Regions from separate parts of the Gossypium hirsutum genome. Here region 2 is linked to region 1. Evidence: chromatin contacts called from public Hi-C data. All regions are on one chromosome and are shown on one strand. Each heading gives the region's core, a stretch centred on a gene start, on an enhancer-like site or on the middle of the called end of the contact. The rest is flanking DNA. Distances are from core to core; before and after follow the strand shown. Region 1 holds the start of LOC107918009 (protein NLP5). Region 2 holds the start of LOC107922258 (G2/mitotic-specific cyclin-2).

What was found. Hi-C and Micro-C count contacts between places; a contact is called where the count stands out from the background.
Region 2: a Hi-C map of leaf shows a contact between it and region 1, with 3 times the contacts expected there. The contact joins the promoter of LOC107922258 here to the promoter of LOC107918009 in region 1. A contact is called at or near these places in 13 of 34 Hi-C or Micro-C datasets (anther, hypocotyl, leaf and 2 more).

Annotation. Positions count from the first base shown.
Region 1 is chrA01:19,958,951-19,966,371 of Gossypium_hirsutum_v2.1, forward strand. It overlaps LOC107918009 (protein NLP5), which reads right to left and starts at 3,525. Exons shown (of 5, transcript XM_041116544.1): 1 at 2,804-3,525; 2 at 1,070-2,045; 3 at 931-978; 4 at 1-843. The coding sequence starts at 1,951.
Region 2 is chrA01:20,087,442-20,094,862 of Gossypium_hirsutum_v2.1, forward strand. LOC107922258 (G2/mitotic-specific cyclin-2) reads left to right here and starts at 4,862. Exons shown (of 11, transcript XM_041116957.1): 1 at 4,862-5,145; 2 at 5,362-5,421; 3 at 5,535-5,673; 4 at 6,094-6,139; 5 at 6,213-6,335; 6 at 6,424-6,549; 7 at 6,643-6,732; 8 at 6,826-7,047; 9 at 7,133-7,231; 10 at 7,315-7,421. The coding sequence starts at 5,373. It overlaps LOC121231864 (U-box domain-containing protein 15), which reads right to left and starts at 2,864. Exons shown (of 4, transcript XM_041116834.1): 1 at 2,275-2,864; 2 at 2,026-2,142; 3 at 1,112-1,534; 4 at 1-1,023. The coding sequence starts at 2,616.

The sequences.
Region 1 (7,421 bases), core at 2,275-4,774:
CGAAAAGCTAATCTCATTAAAAGTAGAATCTCCACACTCAACACTTTCTTGTAGGCTAATATGTTGTTGATGCTGCTCCACCTCAGGTATTTTTTCATCCAACATCGGCCTTGGCTTTTCTTTCTCGAGTACCAAGGCAGTGTTACTACTCTGTTGAACCTTAGTGAGGCAAGATGAACTTTCTCCAGAAAGTTTCTTTGAATGATGACGAGTGCACTGCTGTTTCAATGACTCTTCTCTAATAGGTAAGCCATCTGAAGGTGCTACAACTTCACTAACTGCCAAATCAGTTTCTTCCACTAGCTCCTTATCTGTTACAACCCGCAAGCTACAGCATACTTGCTGTATAATGATAGATAGTGAATTAAGCATCTTCCTTTGTCCCTCGGGATCTCTGCAGTGCGCAGGTAAGAAGAACTCCAAGACAAAGTCTGCTTTACCGGTGTGAATGGATCTGAACCGTATCGCAACAGCAGCATGCAAATTAAACATCATTGCATGGTGAGCAAGAGGATATTCAGTCTTCTTAAAGGAAGTTATGTCAGTCATGAAGCACGGCTGATTAGTCATAAATGCTCTCCCGACAACACCTTGACCTTTTAACAAGTGATGCTCAGAGCAAGCCTCATGAAAACCCTGGATACTAGGATCAGCTATACAGCAAGCATCATCCACAGTAGACACACAATGAACATAGTTCTCAGAGGAATGCCGGCAACCCTCTTTACCTTGCTGGATACAAGGAACCCAAGCCTGAGCTAGGGGTAATCTGTGTGTCTCACAAGCACACCTTAAAAGTTCTTTGATCTCGGGTAAGGCGGCTTGGTAGCAATTACTGTAAGCCTGACAAAACATAAGTCAAACCCATAAGTACAACAAGAAGTTTAGTACTCTTAACAATTGAACTTATTCCATAACTGTCACAATTACCTTTATGTTTTGAGTGCTAGAAGTTATAGAACTCCGAAGATTGACAGCCTGCTAGCAAAGAAAAAAGAGGATAAGGAGTGTTTATTAAGCAAGAACCAAGTACATAACAAAACAAAAAACACAAGGTAAAGGAAAGGACCTCTAATGCTTTGCAAACACTTTCGAGCTCAGGCTGAATCTTGATTTTCTCGGTTGTCATCACAACTTCAATAACACCCAAGCAAGTTCCACTACCTTGTTCAAAAACAGGAAGGGCAAAGGTACCACGGACATCATGTTCTTGAGCATGACCTACTCTTGGGTACTCATCCCTTTTAAAGAATCGAACATCAGGAGTCCACTCCGGAACCTTACTCAAGAAAACCCGACCAGGCAATCCTGCCATGTCCTTGGAATCCTCCTCTGCTGGAAAATTATATTTGACAGAGATGTTCCTATAACTTGCAAGTTTTTGGCTTTTTGAATCGAGTGAAAAAGGTTGCTCACTGGTAGTTAGAAAGCGCCTACCTCCTCTATTTACAGGCAACCATAGTTGTACAAGGACATCTTTTTCTTTTCCAAAAGCTTTGATATAACCAAGTGCTTGAATTAACCTCTGCATTACAGTGGTTGCAGGACCTGAATTCACACTTGGTCTAATCCACCATCTTCGATTCGGCTCAGAACCGTCAGTTACACAATCACTATCTAGACTGTGACTTTGGCTAAAATGAGGACTGACCAAACTTTCACCTTGAGCTTCATTCCAATGCAAATTTCCAGACAATAATGATCTTTGGTTCTCTCCTTGGTGAGAGAGGCCACCGCCCAAATCACCCGCGTTAGACTCCGTAGTAGGCCATGCAAATGCAGGATCAAAGAAATTATTTGAAAAGGGTAGAGTAGGATTAAGGAAATCAGATCCCTGTGTTGTCTCTAACCAGCATCCATCTAACAACAATTCATCCATGTAGTCGAAATCCATTGCTGAATCTGGTAGTCCACCCAGCATGGTGCCTTGTGAGAAAATGGTATCTTCCATGGCAACGTTATTCCACTCGATTTGGAAATCAAAGAGGATGGCAAAAAAAAAAAAAAAAAGCTTCCAGTATCAATTCTAGTCTTCACCAGAGAATCTGTTCAAAATATAATGACCCATCAAATATTTGAGGAATACCACCAACTAGGACAAGATCATAAGAATAATGAAGTTCCAGAGAACTCTAAGCAGGATTATGTCAAAGGATAAGGAATAATTAATGTGCGTCACATAAAGATTAGGCTTCTCTTTTGCTGTTCCACATCTAGTATCAGTCAACTTAAAAGAGAGGGGAAAAAAATACAAGAAATAAGAACAAGAATCAATCAAAGGATAAATCCAAATCTAAGGAGCACCATATTTCATGATGAAAATTCAAAATAGCGAGAATAAAAGAACAAACATTGAAAAAAAAAAACCCACTTTCTACATATTCTTCCCCAGTTAGTCAGCTGATATCTTCAGCACTTTTGGTTCAAGATTCTCACTTTACCGTAAGGGAATAACATGGAGTAACATGGCCCAGAACATTAACCATTAAAACCAAGAGATTTTCATTTTCTTTAAAAATAAAAAGACAAGACAGCAACTCAAGATGTTGTATATTTACTAGGCGGAGATTCTTGAAGATACCCGAAATCTCAAACGGATACTACATCACCATATCAAAATGTTCTATTTTCTGGAATATTTATTATTATTTTAGTGTCTTGTAAGTTGAAATAGTAGTTCAAAGAGAAAAAAAAAACTGTCTGAAGAAGCAAAAACAAGAACGTGGAGGAGCAACAAAGAAAGATCTCATAAAAAAAACAAAGAAAAAAAAGAAAGCTTGAAACAGACTGTCTCTGTTCATACCTCTCTAAGATAAAACCTGTCTGGGGGTCATAGTTATTATCTGCGGCTGCCTTGGAATAGACTCAATATGATTCCTGGGTAAATGAGAATGAATGAAGATTCTGCTGCCATTGAAGCACTGACCCCACGTCATACATAAGCAAACCCCTTCATTGGGCCTTGATATTCTCGATGAAAAGTCAACCTTGTCCAGCCCACCGCTGGTGAAGAAGAAGAAGAACAAGTATGCTTTGATGACGAATAATGGAGTTTACTATTTAATTACTAAAATAAGGAAAGTGGAATCAGATTTTCTTCCTTCAAGTGGTAAAAAAATGGTTGCTTTCTGAGTGTTTACCCACTTGGACGTCCCTTGAGAATAGAGATGCTCTGCTTAACCATCACCAGCTTCCCTCTCTACATTAATTTATTTCCACAAACATGAACAATCCCCCTTTTATTTATTTATTCAGTAAACAACTGGTGCACGATGGGTGGCCAAGGCTCCTCCAACCGAGTGAGTCGGACACAGAGACAAGAGTGGTACTTTACCCCTCCTCTAATGTTAAAAAGGTTCATTCATTTCCTTAGTTTTAACAGTGTGTTGAAGTTTCCATGTTAAAAAGTGAAAATCTTGAGTAGACTCCAATCCTATTTATTTAGAAAATAAGAATTTTCATTTAGAAATTGGTTTTTAGAATTGAAGATCTAAAATTATATATAATATAGTTGCAAATGCAAGTGGAGAATTATGGCATCCACGCTAGTGAGGTTTAAGCCCTCTCCAATCAATTTGACCAACTTGAAAACATCATCATCGTAGACTTTTCCTTTTCTTTGCTGTGTTCCCCGGGAAACTGTTTCTAGTCTACCTTTTGAAAACTAAAATTGTTATAGAAACTCTTTCAATAAAAATTATTGATTTATGTTTATTTTTTATTAAAAGCAATATATATATATATTTTACCATATTTGTTGACGGGGAATTGGCTCCAATTATCATCTTTCAAGCAGCTAACTTGGATCGCTAATAATAGGATGTGTTGTCTCCATATTAAGACTTTATTCCTAACATCCGTAAAGAGCCGTGTACAAATTACAAAAAGGAATGTCTTGATTGATAGAATTAAATACTTGACTCGGGAAAAATGATAATATAAGGCGTACAAATAATAATAGAAATACCTTAGAACACTATATCTTAAATCACCAATCTAGGCTTAAAAAGATAATAAATTTACAAATATCTCTTTCATTATACACAACTTTTTATAAGTTTAAGAATAAAACTTCCATACGAAAACAATACTTTTAATTGTTAAAAGTTTAGAAAAAAATAATTCAAAAGAAATTTAAAAAAAATGAATTTTCTCAATAATATTTAATTAAAACCTTAAAACCCTTAAAAAATTCTATCTTTAAAGTTAAAATCCTTATTTTTGTAAATGGAATGTATAATAAATTGGAATCTCAATCTCAATGCATGATTAAGAGATTCAATTGATAAAAAAAGAGAGTAAAAACTCATTCTAATCTGACACTTTACCTCTTCACTAAGAAAATTTTTAAAAAAATTGTAATGGAGTGTGAAAACAGTACACGCAATGTTCAATTAGTTTAGGTAAGGTTATGACTTAGGAATTAAGAATGATTTATGCAGTAAATAAATAGAATTTTGGAACATAGTGGTGGGGTTGTTTTCATTAAAAAGTAAGATGATTCTAGTTCTTTTCTTTCTTTTTTTTTATTATTTAATGTTATTATTGATTCTCACCTCAGCTAAACTGTTTTAATACTAGCCTACCCTAGCCTGATGTTGGATTTTTCTTTTATTTTAATGCTAACTAGAGTGAACAGTCCTGCTGGATTTCTAAAACTGATTTATTAATTTATAATTTCTTATATCATATTAATTATGCTAAATCCAAATCAAGGCAATTCTTATGCAATTTAAAATAACATTATAATTTCTTTTCATATTATAATTATTTTAAACTCATCAAAATTATCAATTAAGTCTTAGTCCAATTGGTATATGCATTGTTATTAATGTGTAAGTTTAAGTGTGCTAAAACATATTATCTTTCTATTTATAAGTTGAAAAAGAACTATAAACTTTCTAAACATTGTATAAAAAAAAACACAATAAAATTAAATACCTTTTTTCTTTATTATTTGTAATAAATTTATCGATTTATTTTTTATTTGTGATGTAAAGGTGGTATTCGCTGTATTTGAATACGTTGTTTAAGTTAATTAAAAAAAAAGGTTGTTTGAATAAAATAAAATAAACAAACGTTTTGTAATTTTCTCAATTATTAAACTAAAAAACGTACACATTTATTTATTTATTAAAAAAAAACAAAACTCAAATTTGAAATGAAGATGTTGGAACAGGGACAAGTTGTATAAGCATTTTGTCTCAGTTTCATTAGTTTACATACATTCAAACAAAACACATCAGCAGTGTAGTTTGAAAGATTCATTACCATTTAAAAAATTAACAAAAATCTTATGTTACCTAGTGTATTCTGATGTACCCAAAAAACAAAAACTAGTCTTTTTTTAGAGTATCATTTAAAATTAATTTAATATTTTTATCAAATAAGATATTATTATATGATAAATTTAAAAAAAAACATCTTCAATTTCATCGTTATAATTAAAAAATTACTCATAAATTATACCTGTTTTTAATTCTTAATTTACTGTGTCGTTACCCATTTAACCGGCAAAATTAGGCGTAAAAACCGTTTTTTATTTTTAAATTAGGCTTTCGGGTTGTTTTTTTTCTAAATTTAAGGAAATAGGTTAGTTGAACACACTTTTTATATAAGTGACAAATAAGCGCATTCAATTGGACATGTTTTTCTTCAACGGTAAAAAATCAACGAATTTTTGAATGTTGTCGCACCAATGATAAAAAAAAAATTAATGGGGCCAATGGTAACCTATTTTTAACCTATAAATATCCCCAAAATTTTATTTTTTTTTCATTCACATCTTTTTTTTTTCAACTCTCTTTAAACTTTTTGTTCTAAACTTATCAATATTCTCATTTAAAAAATATTTTTAAATTATCTTGTGTTTTATTCATTCAAATTAATTTCTCACAAATGATTGCCTCTCTAATTCGTTTCGACGAAAATTATATTTCTATTACCCATATCAACAATGGTAAAACAAAATTTAAAATATTTTTATTTTCAATTATGTTAAATTAAATTAATTGTTTTTTGATAATTTGAAACAATTTTTTTATGTTATAAATAGGCGGATGATCATCTTTTGGAGGGGGTTCATACATAATATGGGAAAGTTTTCGATCCCTTAAATTCATGGCTATTTGCAAGAGGCTAGATTCTTACATACATTTCGCATGCTCGGGGGTTGCAAACTCGATTATACACTAATCAACGTGTTGGTGGAAAGATGGTGACCCGAAGCACACACTTTCCACTTTCTATAAGGCGAGTGTACAATCACACTCGAGGACTTAGCGTTACAATTGGGTTTGTCGATGGATGGGCCAGTCATCACAAGATCAATCGTCATTCCCGGTAAAGTGGACCTTTGTAGAGCAATGTTGGGGAAGGTCTCGAACAGGTTTGACGATGGTTAGATATCGATCAACCGATTGGAGGATAATTTCGAAGTAGCTTCTAAAGACCCAACGAAGGAGGTCATAAAACAATACACCCGAGAATTCATCATGAGATTAATCGGGGGAATTTTAATGCCTGATAAATCTCAAAATTTGGTGCACATAAGGTAGCCACTACATTTAGTAGACTTCATCAAATGTAGAAAACTAAGTTTGGGGTCTGTCGTCTTGTCCACGTTATATCAAGAGCTATGTCGGGTCACGGTACCGAATGCGATGTCAATCAGTGGTTGTCTGCTTCTACTACAGTCATGGGCCTAGTGGCGACTACTGTTTCTACGTCCTAGTGTGACCGACTCATACGTGTTCCTGTTGGTGACAAGTTAAAAATTTTAAATTTATTAATAAATACGTAGTTTGTACAGTAAATGTTTTTATTTATTATATGTTTCGACAAACATATCCCTCGTACAGATGGAACCATGGGCCGAGTTATGTGGGATTGTCGAAGGAGCTTGAAGATTTTAGGCTACTATTAGATCAATGTTTCAAAGTCGAGGTTAGTTACGTATTCTTTTGAACCTATATTAATTACACAATGGTTAGTAAAAAAATCGTACGTAAAGATATTTGCATCTCACCGGAAGTGCTTGGAATGCAGGATATGCGGAACACAAAAGTGTCATTAGTAGTGTACGTCATAGTGGAAATGCACGAACCAGATTGGGTGTTGCGGCAATTCGGGTGGAGGCAACGGATTCCATCGCCACCGTGATACATGAAGGAGCTGCACAAGGTGGACATGCAGAAGAAGAACGACAATGATTGGGCAGAGAAGCACAAAGAGCACATCCAGGCTTGAGATCGTAGGATGAAATCCTTACCCGTCCGCGAATCATTTTTCTCAGCAGACACGACAATAGATACCGATTACATGATGTAGTTTAAAGTTGCCAAGAAGCTGCATTTACTATCATCAGAGGCGAGGAGTAGGTAAATTTGGCCGAAAAGGCAACAATAACTGCCACAGCAACA
Region 2 (7,421 bases), core at 3,612-6,111, 130 kb after region 1:
TAAAAGGCCATTTGCTTTCCTCTGAGCTCTATTGGTTCCACTCTCAGCGATCTGAACTAAATGCTCATATACACCAAATTGAAGGGCAGCAAGAATGTGTGAATAATTATTTGAACTCAACTCAAGAAGAACCGAGGTTGCACACTCCTTGTTCTTAGGGGTTCCATCTTTGATGATGTCAACCAGAGTTTGAATGAATGAAAGTTGTCCCATCTCGTGTCTCCCCTCTGCGTGAGTTGCAAGAAGTAAGAGGATGGAGAGGGCCTCATCAACCATTCCCAGTTTCTTGTCCTCCAGTAACAGCATTAAGGGTGGGACTATGCCTGCTTCAATAGCCCTCACCTTATTTAATTGGTTGAGAGATAAGCTGAACAGTGCAGTGACAGCATCTCTTTTACCTCTAATTGTGCCGTTCTGCAACAAATCTACAAGCGGAGGAATGCCGTTTTCCAGAGCTATCGTCACTTTGTTCTCGTCCAGCATCGACAAGCTAAATAAAGCGGCTGCCGAATTCTCTTTCGACTCCATACTTCCATTTTGCAACACCTCTATGATTGCTGGTATCGCGTGTTCATCGGTTATGAGCCTCTTATTAGACTCGTCTATGGATAAATTCAATAGAGCTGTAACAGCATGCTCTTGGATTTTAGAATCTGGATAGGACAATAGCTTTACTAATCGTGGGATGGCTCCATGTTTAGCAATCAAAACTCTGATCTCTGGATTCTCCTTGGAAAGGACACGAATATTCTTTACGGCTTTTCTCTGCACTTCTAATTGACTGGAAGATAGTTGTTCAACCAGACATGAAATTTCGTCTTCATGATCAACAAAGAACTTCCTGGAAGATGCTTGATCCTCTTTCTTGGGGAGATGAAAGTTGTTCTTCTCACACCATTGTGTGATCAGGTTCTTCAGGGCATAATTAGGCGCTACTGACAAGTGAGCTAGAGTCTGCCTGGTCTTCGGACATGTGCGATGGTTAGAATCAAACCACTTCTGGATGCTCTCTCTTTCAAACGTCTGGATTTTATTGGAATAAAAAAAAATCAATAAGTTTCTCATAGCATAACATGGTGAGCTTGCATACAAATGTTGTCTTTTACGTTACCTGTCCACTGGCAACAATAACAGGATCTCTCATGATTTCAAGTGTGATGGGGCAGAGGAACTCATGAGGGATGACCAAAGAGTGGCACTTGGACAACTTCTGAGGCGTGTCAGTATCATCAAGAACATTGGTAATTTCCATGCCTAAAACCTGCTTGAATTTGTTGAGCAGTTGTATGATTTGCTGTATAGATTCTGCAGTGCTGCCTCTTTCTTTAGAAAGTTTCTTTACAGCTATGGTTTCTATCTTCAAGTCCTCAACGGTATGTAAGTCTAGCTTTTTGGCTAGCCTTTCTACTATGGCTATGTCAGCATTCCTTTCATCGGTTTTTGAGGATACCGCCATCAGATCTACAGCAAGCTCTATATCTTGCGTGTCTGTTCTCTTTTTGGCCCGGGTTAATTGAGTCAGCATCAGCTCAATCTGAACAACAATCCACATTCAATTACCAAGAATCAATGTTAAGTAATCATGTTCTGAATCCCAAACATATATCCTATCAAATTAATTATCTTATAAAAGTTCATATATATATATAGAGAGAGAGAGACCAAGTCAAGAGGCAGCTTTTCTGAATGATGCAATTGCTCTTTTAATCCCTCTTAAAATTTTAAAAGTTCAATTTAATTCATTTTAACTTTGATCAAATGGAAAAAAAAATTGCATTTTTGGTCTCTCCAAGAAATTTATCATTCAAATTAAACCATTTTAACCCAAAATTTCCTACCTTTGGCCTCAAAATATTTTTAATTTCATTTCGAACACAAACATAAAATTCCTAGCTTTTGTCCCTTATTATATTGTATGTATATATATATATGTTGTTAAGATGGGTGAAGGCATTGAGTATAGTTTTGGGTTTCCAAATAATTCGTCAAGGCCTGAAATAGCAAAGAAAGATAATAATTCCATACCTGTTCCCTGACTTCGTCAGATACCTCAAGTTCATCGAAAGGCAGCTCTTCCAAAGCTTGGGTTAACTTTACGTAAGCATTATGAAATTTGATCATTATAGCCTCACTCTCCAATGCCTGAATTACAAAGGCAAAACCCAGAATATATTTATGTAAGCAACAATGAGATTTAGAAGAAAAAAAAAATGATGATATGATATGAGACACCAAATATAATCCACAAATTAATTAAACACATCCTCTTATTACCAGGTGGATCTTGCTACCCTCATTGCAAGTTTTCAATAGTTTCATTGCCAAACGGATTGCTTTCTTCAATCTAGACAAAGAAGCGACGCAATTGTGGCTGATGGGGGAACCATGGTGCCGAATCTCATCGAAGAAAGGTAACAGAATCTTCATGCGCCTAGCCAGATTGTAACATTCTTTCCTTTGGGCTCTTCGGTAATCCCCAAACCGAGCCACGTACTCAATCATACTCACCGTTTCATCCACCAAATCGGTGGGTGATTTCGTCCCATTATCTTCCCCCATATTCTCCCATCCTCCATCTTCGCCATCTCCGTCTCTTTCTCCAACATCCATCACCATCTGCAGCTTTCTGCTACCTACCTCTTTCCCTAGATCTACACAACTAATCTATCTACTGTGCTTGAGACTAACTCAATATATATAATCCAATTGTACATAGAGAGATATATATGGTTTTGAAAATTATATACGTCAAACATGAATCGTTAACGACATCCAGAATCGAAAGAGGGAGATGGGATTAACATAAACCAAAAAAAAAAACAAACCCTAATTTTCCATGAATGTTGGAGTGTTCATTGGTTAAGTTTTGGCTTCTTAATATAGAATAATTCCTTTTCAAAGTTCGTTACTCGTAAATGGACACCCATGGTTTGCTTATGTAATTACACATGTACGTAATTTAATTAAAGGTTAAAATCTGTTACCAGTTCCTGTACTTTTGCAAAGTTTGAGTTTTAGTCCTTATACTTAATTTCTCAATTTAAGAATACTTGTCTAATCATTAATATAGTTAATAGTTCTTGTAAAAGAATTTCAATTTAAAATGTTTATTTTCTATCAATCATATGTCACTTTATATAACTTTAGCCTAATCAATATGTCATGTTGGTAAATTGTGACATAAAATATTATGTAGGATTTTTTAACTTTTTCAAAGTACAGGGACTGAAAGATAATTTAACCTTAATTCTAACTTCTCTCAAATAATAATTGTGAAAAGAAAAAACCATAGTTTTCAAAGGACAGGGAGTGTGTTTTTCATATATTTTTTTCTAGAATAAAATTGTTAAGAGTGGATTTTTCAAGTTTTCGAAACTGATAGTATTTCAAAACAAATGCAATCTAATATGTTAATTAGGTGACAAACCAATGAAACCATGCAAGTTTGAACAGATTAGGTCAATTTTTATAATTAGTACTTGTGGTTTACTCGATTGGTGAATTTAGTTACTTTATTTTAATTTTGATAAATTTGTCCCTGTACTTCACGAGTTTGTAGATTGACGACATGGAAGGAATTTTTTTTTAATGAATTGGCATTATAGTGGATTCTTATTGGTTGGGATTTGAACGTCAAAACATGTTGAGTTTAAAAAATATATTTAAATGTTTCATTTAATAAAAAATAGAAGGAAAGAAAACTAAAAAATTAACCCTATTAAATAAGGAATATGTTTATCTTCATTTATAATCCGTTATTGTCGTGTCAACCGAGATAGATGCGTTGAATATCATCGATTGGGAGGTTCAAAGTTGACGCATCATTTATCTTTGAAGCAATTGGGCAGGTGTACGAGGTGCATGGAGGTCTAGCGGATTATGTACTTGATTGTGGTGATTTAGTTTGAGTCGAGATTCAGGCCAGTATATTTGGGTTCAATTGACAACACCATTAAAATTATGCAACATTATTATTAAACTTGAAATAGAAAAAAGATTTGTTAGATTTTTCTATTTTTAACCATGTTTCTATTTAATTTTGTAACTCGATCAAGATAACTGAATTTGGTTTAAATTGTCCGCCCTCTATACATTCACTTGTATTGAGTGATATTTGTTAATAAAATCAACTACCCTTTATAGTGTTTTATAATAATAAAAAAATGTAAGAAATATGTTAATTAGAAAAAGTGTATGGAAGACGTGGAATGTGTAAAATTGATGAACTGATTTTTTATGAAAATTAAAGTGCGTTATTCAAATCTACAAGTATATCAACTATTTATAGAATGTGATGAATAGATAAGGGTTGATTTTCTAAGGTTTTAAGTCTTTTTGGTGTAAAAAAAATCTCACAGGATGTGGACATATACTACTTCCCTGCCATTGATTAATTTTTCTTTAATATTTATTTGAATTTATTCAGATAAATTAGTAAGATTGATTAAATCGAGAATCGGTTAATATATTAGTTTAAACGTAAGGAACGAACCAATTTTTAAGTGAAATATTCAGAAATGAGATGGAAAATTGGATATATTTTATAATTTTTTTAATATTTTAATTTTTTACAAATTTTTAAATTATTTATTTTGAATTGAATTAAAAATAGATAATATGAGGGATCCAATTATTAAATTATTAATATTTCCTACTAGATGGGAACTCGAGTGGGATGGGGTAATGTTTTTGGATCAGATTGATCCATGGCCCCAATTTGTTTACAGTTAGCTAAATCCGACCCAACAACCATGGATAATGGATAATCATAATAAAAAAGGAGTAAAATTTGAAAGCACGTGGTATGCTAAGTTAAGCGTTGTGTCTTTTCATTCAATTTACTAGCCGTTAGATTTGAAAATAAAGAATTTCTTGTTTGCATGCTTATTTAATTTTGGTCCTTTTCTGCAAAACCAAAAGAAAAAAACCCCCAAAAACCTGATCGGAAGAGAGGAGAAAAAAGAGTGACAGCGGGAGAGAGAGAGAGATCACTCCATCGCCGTCCAGTCTTCAAATTCCAAATACGAGTAATCTCTCTTTTTAATTTCCTTTCCTTTTTCAGTGAATTGAGCATCGAAGGAGACGGGGTTTTTCTGATTGGGATTCTGAAGAGTGGGCAAAGATCAACGAGGAAATTCATTTGAGGCAGGTTCTTGACTATTTCCTTGTTTAAGATGATTTTTTGATCTTCTTTCTTTACTGGGTCTTTAGCATTTCTTTCAATTTAATCAATATTATCAAAATAGTAAAAAAAAAATCGCTTTGATTTTGATATGGAGTCTTGAGTTTAACGGTCTTCAATGAAGTTGTAGGGATGCCTATGTTAAGGGGGTTCTTATTGTATGGAGTTGTTGTTTGTAGATACGGAAGATATGGCTGGATCAGATGAGAACAATCCAGGAGTTATCGGACCCTCGCAAGGTGACTAGTTCCACCCCATTTTCTGTTAACTTGCGTTTGATGTTTAAATAACTATTCGATATTTAAAGTTTTAAAGAAATGTATTTTCTTCTTCTTTTTTTAATTTCAAATAGAAGTGGGCTTGCGTGCCGGGGCCCGGGGGAAGTTCGCGGCGGCGACTGGGCAGAATCGGAGGGCATTGAGCATCGTTAATCGGGATGTAGTTGGAGCTCCACCTTTCCCTTGTGCTGTCAAAAAGAGACCTTTATCTGAGTGAGTAATTTCTTAAATCCTCTCTCTGTTTGGTTGCCTATAACAGAAAAGAAAGCACGGTTTTTTAGTTTGCTTTTGTTGGTTTGAATAAATGATGTATATGAGGAGTGGGGTTTCTCTTGGAATTCAAGGGTCCAAAAATGAGACTTTTTTTTTATAATTAAACAAATAGTTTTCTATTTCTCTCTTTCTCTAGCTAGAGAATGAAATTTTGTAATCAAGGCACAGTTTTGATATTCTTTGTCCATTTTCCTTTTGTGTTCTAATTCAGAAGAAATGCAGTCTCTAATAAGATCCCATCCACACATGTGCATAGACCAATTACTAGGTCGGTAATTTTTTTCTTTATGTGATATTTGTTTTGGTTTCCCAAATTTATCTTCTTCTTGATCCTTTTTTGTTTATGATTCATTTTCTCAGGAAGTTTGCTGCGGAGATGGCGAACAAGCTGCAAATGAAACCAGAGGTACCCTTTTTACAATGAGAAATTTAGGTATTGTTCAAAATATGAAGTTTAATGGTTTAAGTTACACTTACAGGTTCCAAATGAATCGGATGATTTCACTATCATAGATTTGGATGACCCCAAGGAAAGTAATGACACCGAAGTGCCTATGTTTGAGCGACATGTTGAATCTATGTTGGAGGAGATTGACCGGATGGTATGGCATGCCTCCCTTTACTAACTGATACATCAATCAGTACCATTCTTTTGTTCAAATGGCACTGATGCTTTGCTTCCGCTTGCAGGAGGAGGTTGAAATGGAAGACATTGCTGAAGGGCCTTTTTTGGACATTGACAATGGTGATAAAAAGAATCCGCTTGCAGTTGTTGAGTACATTGATGATTTATACAAATTCTACAGGAAAGCAGAGGTGATTTCATGCTCAGTTGCAACTTAAAAAGATGGAGTGATTAATCATTTGTTTTGGTTGATTTTGTGAACCCTTTTCATTTAATTTTTGCAGTGTACCGGTTGTGTCCCTCCAAATTATATGGCACAACAACATGACATTAACGAAAAGATGAGAGCTATCCTCATTGATTGGCTGATAGAGGTAAGGAAAATGTTGCATTAATTGACATTGCTTCTTGTTATGGGATGAATTTGGTTTCATCCTGGCAATTAAATTATCATCCATCAATTGCAGGTTCATTACAAGTTTGAGCTGATGGAAGAGACCTTATATCTGACAGTCAAGGTAATTGATAGATTTTTATCAGTCCATCAAGTTGTGAGGAAGAAACTTCAGCTGGTTGGAATAACAGCCATGCTTCTTGCCTGCAAATACGAAGAAGTTTCTGTTCCGGTTGTGGAGGATCTGATTCTGATTTCTGATAAGGCTTACAGCAGGAAAGAAGTGCTTGACATGGTTTGTGATTCAACATTGTGTTTCATAAATGTACTGATGAGTAAAAGAAAAAAAGGGTGATACATATATACATCTTGATTTGCAGGAGAAATTGATGATCAATACTTTACAATTCAATCTATCTTCTCCTACACCATATGTGTTTATGAGGAGATTTCTCAAAGCTGCTCAATCTAACAAGAAGGTTTGTGACAACAAAAACATTATCATTTTTTGCTTTTGTCATTAATTGAATCTGAGATGGCTTTTAATGTGACTTTGAACCAGCTTGAGCTTCTGTCGTTCTTCATGATCGAGCTGTGCCTAGTCGAATATGAAATGCTTAAATTTCCACCTTCTTTATTAGCTGCTGCTGCTATTTTCACTGCTCAGTG